Linked DNA regions of Danio rerio: region 1 is linked to region 2. The links are chromatin contacts, called in public HiChIP or PLAC-seq maps. All regions are on one chromosome and are shown on one strand. Each heading gives the region's core, a stretch centred on a gene start, on an enhancer-like site or on the middle of the called end of the contact. The rest is flanking DNA. Distances are from core to core; before and after follow the strand shown.

Region 1 (3,680 bases), core at 61-2,560, 87 kb after region 2:
AAGATGACAGTTTTCCTTTCTAGATGAATCATTCATTTGAATGTGAAATAAAAGAGTTGTTTAACATGATTTGGCTTTACAAACCCAGTGCAAAGTCCTCTGTTTACAAGCAAAGCCACTATTATTACCAGTACCTTTGTAAACAAACTGCCATGATCTCCCTCGGTTCGTTCAGTCTCTGAATCGCTGTTATCCTCAGACTGTGGTTAGTGTATATCGTTCTCGTGCCTGCCTCTTTGCATATTTTGGGCAGCATTTGGGACAAATGATTGACTCCCAGTGGGAGTCCAGTATACCAGATCTCATCACTGAGGAAATAGCTCCTTTTGGGCTGCAGATAGAGAGCTTTAGCGTCGGCTGGGATTTTCCTCAGGTATTTCTCCAGAGACGCAACAGGACACAGCGGATTCCCCGGCTCTTCAAACATAGCCTTCCGCTTCTTCTTATCCTTCTCCGGCATGTTCTTCGGTTCCTCGTGTAGTGCCATGGTGAAGTATTTAAATCCGTTTTGGTCCAGGTTCAGAGCAAATGTGTCTGGCTGCAGGTGTCGGTTGCCCTCCTTACCCCTGAGCCCAAAATGCAACTGGATGTCATACCACACCTTATACAACAAGCCCTTTGGGTTCCCAGGGTCCAGTGCAGTTGAATGTTTGAGGATGTGTTGGTCTTCAGGGGTAATTGGTGGGTAGTGTGTTGTTATATCCCTACCGGAGCGACGGATCTGCTTGACCACGCCTTTGAAAACATTGTTAGCAGACCTGAACTCAGCGTCCTGCATCAGATTCCACGCACGGTTGACCGGAGGGTCGTTAACGTACCGGTTGAGTCCAGCCCGGAGACCGACGTAGCTGCTGATCCCGTACAGCTCTCCTTTGCTGGTCCGAATAGATCCATAAAACTCGCGGAGGATTGTGTTTACCTCCGATTTATCGGCCGTTTTAAAGTCTATGGTCAGCTGCTTTTCCCGCAGCCAGGCTTTAAAACAGTTAACAGCCCATATGGTTTGCTTTACAGTACTAGACTCGTTCCGGGTGTGTTCCAATAAGTCCAAATCCGCTGATGATACGTTTGCACATCTGGATATCTGTGCTGTTAAAGCGGGGTCTCCTGCCTCCGTCTCTTCCTCCTCTTCACCTGAAGAGCTCTCACACTTTAAATCAAACATGCTGTTCATGGGAATAATGACCGGAGGAGGTGCTCTTTCTCCTTATTTCACGGATGCCAAATGATTATTTCCATGTCTGTAAAATCTGAAATGAACACTTATTATAAAGCGACTAGCTAACCTGTGCATATTGCTAGTAACGTTAATGTTCTCTTTCTTTGTTGTTCTTCTTCTTGGAGATGGTGGAGGATGGAGAGCCGCAGAAATATACCGCCACCTGCCGTTTACTGTGATAATAAGTAATCTTGTCCCAGGCTATGCTTTCAGCCGAGAGAATACAGGTGGTAAACATGTCTATGTACAATTTAATATACACATGTGATTTTAAATAAACGTTAAGCACATCAAATGCTACTGAAGTCCTGAGGCCTTGCAGTAAGAATTTTTTTCTCGAATATGATCAAAAACGCTCGTGCTTAATGTACATTCTTCATCATGTAAATGGTAGGCTATATCATTATTTACAATATACTATTCATTCAACTGTTGGCATTTTAAAGCTCTTTATGGCGCAAAATGCTGCATTTATAAATTATGAAGAATGATGAAGATGCTTTGCTTCCTTTCGGCAAGTTATTTACAACTTTGCGCCATATAGAGTTGCTTTAAAATGGCAAACGTTAAGGGAATATTGTTGTTAATAAAGATTTATAATCATATACATGAATATAATAATGAATCTACATTAATCATGAGCACGCGAGCGTTTTCGTTATGTCAAGATCAAAATTAAGTCGTGATCACGACATAACAACTTTTCGTTATGTCGAGATCACGAGATAATTAAGTCGTGATCACGAGATATCTAAGTCGTGATCACGACATAACAACTTTTGTTTTGTCGAGATCACGAGATATTTAAGTCGTGATCACGACATAACGAAAAGTTGTTATGTCGAGATCACGGGATAATTAAGTCGTGATCTCGACATAACAAAAGTTGTTATGTCGTGATCACGACTTATTTTTTTACTTTTTATTTATGTAGCCTGTTAATTATTATTATTATTATTATTATTATTATTATTATTATAGTTATTAATATAATTATTAATAGTATTATTATAAGTAGTAGTAGTAATTTTATAATTATTAATATTGTTGGTATTGTTATTATTACTACTATTTGGAAAATATCTGGCCTGTGGGTCTACACCGGCCCTGCGAACAGGGAGTGAATATGTGTGCAACACATTAAAGACGTTCAGAACAGCAATATAAAGATGGCTCAAGCACATTGTTAATGTTCATTCGTTATTAATTTGTATATCTTTATATATCATTATTTGCAATAATATTCCGGCAACTGTTACCATTTTAAAGCAACATATGGTGCAAAATGCTGCATAATAAATTATGAAGAAAGATGAAGATCCTGCTTATTTGCTTCCTTTCTGCAAGTTATTTACAATTACTTTAAAATTGCGCCATAAAGAGTTGCTTTAAAACTGCAAAAGTTAAGGAAATATTGTTGTAAATAAAGATATATAATATAATAATGAATGCAGGCTACAATAATCATGAGCACGCGAGCGATTTTGTTATGGCGAGATCAAGAGATAATTAAGTCGTGATCACGACATAACAACTTTTCGTTATGTCGAGATCACGAGATAATTAAGTCGTGATCACGATATAACAAAAAAGTTGTTATGTCGTGATCACGACTTATTTTTATTTTTTATTTTTTTTATTTTGTGCTTTTTATTTATGTAGCCTATTAATTATTATTATTATAGTTGTTAATAATATTATTAGTAGTAGTAGTAGTGGTAGTAGTAGTAATTTTATTAATATTAATGTTGTTGTTGTTGTTGTTGTTATTAATACTAATAACAGTAATAACAACAACAATGGCCAATATCTAGCCTGTGGGTCTGCACCAGCCCTGCGAACAGGGATTGAATAGCCATATGTGCAACACATTAAAGACATTCAGAACAGCCATAATAATATGAACGCAAACGCTCGAGCTCATTTGTTAATGTTAATTTGTTAATATTTTCATGTATATCTTTATATATCATTATTTACAATAATATTCCCTTAACTGTTACCAGTTTAAAGCAACTCTTCATGGCACAAAATGCTGTATATTAAAGAAAGATGAAGATCGTATTTGCTTCGTTCCTGCAAGTTAGTTACAAAAAGGCTACTTTAAAATTACGCCATAGAGTTGCTTTAAAATGGCAAAAGTTGAGAGAATATTGTTGTTAATAAAGATATATAATCATATACATGAATATAATAATGAATCTCATGAGCACGCGAGCGTTTTTGTTAAGGCGAGATCAAGAGAAAACTAAGTCGTTATCACGACATAACAACTTTTCGTTATGTCGAGATCACGAGATAATTAAGTCGTGATCTCGACATAACAGAAGTTGTTATGTCGTGATCACGACTTATTTTTTGCTTTTTATTTATGTAGCCTTTTAATTATTATTATTATTATTATTATTATTATTATTATTATTATTATTATAGTTATTAATATAATAATTAATAGCAGTAT
Region 2 (3,841 bases), core at 506-3,005:
GTGATTAAGAAAAGCTGTGCAATCACTATGTGACGAGTAAAAGAACCTTTGCATGAAAAATACACAACGGTATGCACTTTAAAGTTAGTCTTAGCACAACTAGGGCTATATTTGCTTGACAGCCATGTTGCGGATTACCAAAGATCCATATAGAAAGAGTAGTAACATGACCTACTTGTCAAAATCAAACTTTTTAATTCCTGACTTAGTGTATCCCTCTTTTGGCTGTTGTGTAAAACTGGGAATGGATGACTTTAGGCTAAAATGTCTATGGAAACTATTATTTCCATGAAATTCATTATAGTGCAAAAGTGTCTTTAGATTATTCAAGCGATCTTTAAACTAATAAAGATTATTCTTTTAAAAACTGTTCACTAAAAAGTTCTGTGTAAAACGAAAATGAGTTATTCTGACTTTATTTTTAAGAATGTGGAATGGAAAAATAAATTTGAACACATTCAATATTTTAACTTGCAGTACAGACTACAATAAGAATAGAAAACAGAAAAAATAAAACACTCAATTTTTGGCTTGTTCCCTGCTCTATAAGGGGTTGCCCAAGCAGAATGAACCCTTATTTACTCTAGCATGTTTTACTAGCTTCTTGCTCCAACCCAGCTCTAAGAGTACAACCCTCAGTGCTGGAAAACACCCACATACTCTCCCAGTCACACACTACGGGCAGTTAAGTGTATCTAATTCACCTATACCACATGACTTGGACTGTCGGGGAAACAGAAACACCCAGAGGAAACCCACACAAACACGGGGAGAACATGCAATTTCCACACAGAAAAATTGAACCAGTGACCTTCTTGCTGTGAAGCAACAGTGTTAACCACTGAGTCATCACCCAATAATAATAAAACATGAATTCATTTATTCATTGTCCTTCAGCTTAATCCCTTATTTTTCAGGGGTCGCCACAGCAAAAACAACCGCCAACTATTCCGGAATATGTTTTACGCAGCGGACACCCTTCAAGCCAAGTACTGGGAAACACCCATACACACTCACATTCACGCACACACACACTCATACACTACAGACAATATTTTGTTTACTCAATTCACTTATACCCGTGTCTTTAGACAGCACCCACACTAACATGGGAAAAACATGTAGAGTCTGCATAGAAATGCAGCTGGCACAGCTGGGACTCAAACCAGGGACCTTCTTTCTGTAAGGTGACAATGCTAACTACTAAGCCACTGTGCTGCCAGCCATAAAACAATTTTAACAATTTAAATCAAATTTGAAAGACATTTCTGGTCAAAACTATCCCGTTTCACAAATGACTGGTTTATTGTCCACTATTTTTAAGAATTATCTGCAAAGACATGCTAAAACAATGTATTTTTGCATTAAAGGCTGTTTTCACTGTGACTTATTGTAACCTACTCTTAATCTAAACCATGCAAGTAGAATTAGTCATACATGTGTTGGAAAATAAATTTCAAAAGTAGCAAAAACAGCACACAAAGTCCAAACAACAATTAAGAAACTTGACGTTCTGTAACTACTGTTAGTAGTAATCGCTGATCTTATTAAGCTGTCTGTCTAACAGACTCAACATTTGTGACCCTTCCGGGTGAAAGTTTAACCAGCTATTTCTTTACTCCAATTAAACCAATTTTAAAGATAAAACCTCAAGTTCAACATGTCACTTACACTCTTTCCTCAAATAATTGCTGAACATTTTGTTGAATAAGTCCATATTGACTCCGTTGAGGCAGTCGTGGCGTGTGAACACTTGTGGAGGAGTTAACCACAGCTAAAGCTAATCTCAACAAGCCATGCCTGGCACCAGAAACAATGCTAAGCAGCAGAAGATATGTTGGGATTAAGAGGAATTAGTTGACTACGCCATGAGCCTTTCCTTATTTAGATCTTCATTGATATAGACGCCAAAGTTAGTTAGGACTACTAAGAATATAACTCCTGGGGGACTACCTCTCCAACCCAAAGAAAGTAACCAGACAGAGTACCTTAAGAAGCATCTTTATCAATTTGTTTGGGGGTTTCACCAAAGAATGCTCTTAAGTTCTGTATGAAACCCATCAGGTTTGATTGAAATCACTAAACAAAGTACAAGTACAAAAACAAGTACAAATTCTGTTTTCTTTAGAATAAACTAGGTATGTTGAAAGATTTCCCTGGTGAAAAATTCAGCTTAAACCAGCCTAGGCTGGTTGGCTGGTTTTAGCTGGTTGACCAGGCTGGCTTTAGAGGGTTTTGGCCATTTCCAGGCTGGTTTCCAGCTATTTCCACCATGGTCTTTGCTGGACAGGTTGGAAAAAGACTAGCTAAATCCAGCTAAAACCAGCTTGACCAGCCTTGTTTAAGCTGGACATAGCTGGTTTTGGCTGGGCAGTGCTTGAAAATGAAAGCCATGTTTGATTATGGATGAAGCTAATCTTTAAAAGGTTGCCAGGCACTTCACACTCCAGTTGTGGACAGGACAATTGCTTTAAAGGAATATTTATTTATTAGGGACCGCCTATGAAGGAGATCTTATAATCACCTGGTGCAAAATGCCCCTTATGTGTCAAGATACACTGTGTAACAAAAGGGAACATGTTGGCATGCCTGATCTTGGTTCAACATTGCACATATATGTTGGGGAAAACCACTAATTCTGTTATAAAGCGTCATTTGAGCATGATAGGGCATTATCTGTCATTACAAATGCCAGGTGATTAGCCTTCTAAACAGAGGCCACACAGCCTGTAACTGAGCACATGCACAGCTCAATGCAAACTCCCCAAAGAACCTCCAGACATGTTCAATAATGAATTGAGCTTCTATATGTTACAAAACTCCATGACACAGAGACACCGGGGAAAACGGAAGATAAGGCTAAAGCCCACCTCCACACTCACAAATTACAAGACATTGGGTGTGAGTGTGTAAGCCGATCTCCCCTACGTGAGGTACTTAGAGCTTATGAGCTGCATTAGCGTATGCATTTTTTAGTGAGGCAAGCTTCACTGTTGCTGCTCATACACGGTTTGAGGCATTAATGATAATGGGCTCGTAATTTGGGTCAGTACGCAACCACCACAGAACACCCTATCAGCCACCTCATAACACTTGGGGAACCTCGAAGACCTCAAAGACCCCTTCATATTTTGGCATGAGTTTTGCATTGACAAACAACAAAGAGCTAGGTGAAGCAAAGTTAAGGTTGTATAGACTCATAAATTCAACAAGACTTTCATCAGAGATGCTGGTCCATACGGATAAGATGGCATCAAACAGTTCAGGCAGATTATTTAACTGCCCATTCATGATGTAAACATCCTCTGCCACCAACCTTCCCAAACATGCTCAACTGGATCAACATCCATTGACTATGGAAGGCATTTAAGTATACTGAACTCATTATCATGTTCTAGATTATAACTAACTCTATAGATGGTTGTGTGTGATAATACCAGTAGATCAGCAGCTATAAAAATAGTCTGACCAGCCCATTTGTCCAATCCGCATTAAAGACAGTTGAACATGTAACTAATGAAGTATAAACACTGGAACTACCAGCCTGATCTCACAAAGAAACGCAACTATTTTACATATTGTCAGAAAAGTGACTAATTTGTACAAATTCTTATATTTTCCTTTATATGAAAACAGACAATCTTTAAGGGGTGGTGTGCACCAAAACTCACCCCTAAACCAACCTCGAAGATTGTACAAAATTATATGAATTAGCCACTAATTTAAAAAGTTACGAATTGATGTGAGATTGTGTTGGAACTACCAGAAATCTAAACTGCTAGAATTACCATGCTGGTCATATAAGACTGTACCAAATACATTTTTGTCATGATTTATTTAC

What was found. HiChIP or PLAC-seq counts read pairs in DNA pulled down with a chosen protein or histone mark.
Region 1: a contact with region 2 is called in an H3K4me3 HiChIP or PLAC-seq map of gastrula embryo, with 2.5 times the contacts expected there. The contact joins the promoter of LOC100006839 here to the promoter of myo3a in region 2. A contact is called at or near these places in 2 of 4 datasets of contacts at active chromatin or transcription factors (embryo and gastrula embryo).

What each region holds. Positions count from the first base shown.
Region 1 is chr24:6,538,568-6,542,247 of GRCz12tu, forward strand. It overlaps LOC100006839 (tripartite motif-containing protein 16), which reads left to right and starts at 1,311. Exons shown (of 7, transcript XM_073941403.1): 1 at 1,311-1,446. The coding sequence starts at 1,311. The region is part of intron 7 of gpr158a (G protein-coupled receptor 158a); the gene reads right to left. It overlaps zgc:174877, which reads right to left and starts at 1,325. Exons shown (of 5, transcript NM_001430955.1): 1 at 135-1,325. The coding sequence starts at 1,174.
Region 2 is chr24:6,450,637-6,454,477 of GRCz12tu, forward strand. myo3a (myosin IIIA) reads right to left here and starts at 1,756. Exons shown (of 38, transcript NM_205579.2): 1 at 1,672-1,756. The region is part of intron 7 of gpr158a (G protein-coupled receptor 158a); the gene reads right to left.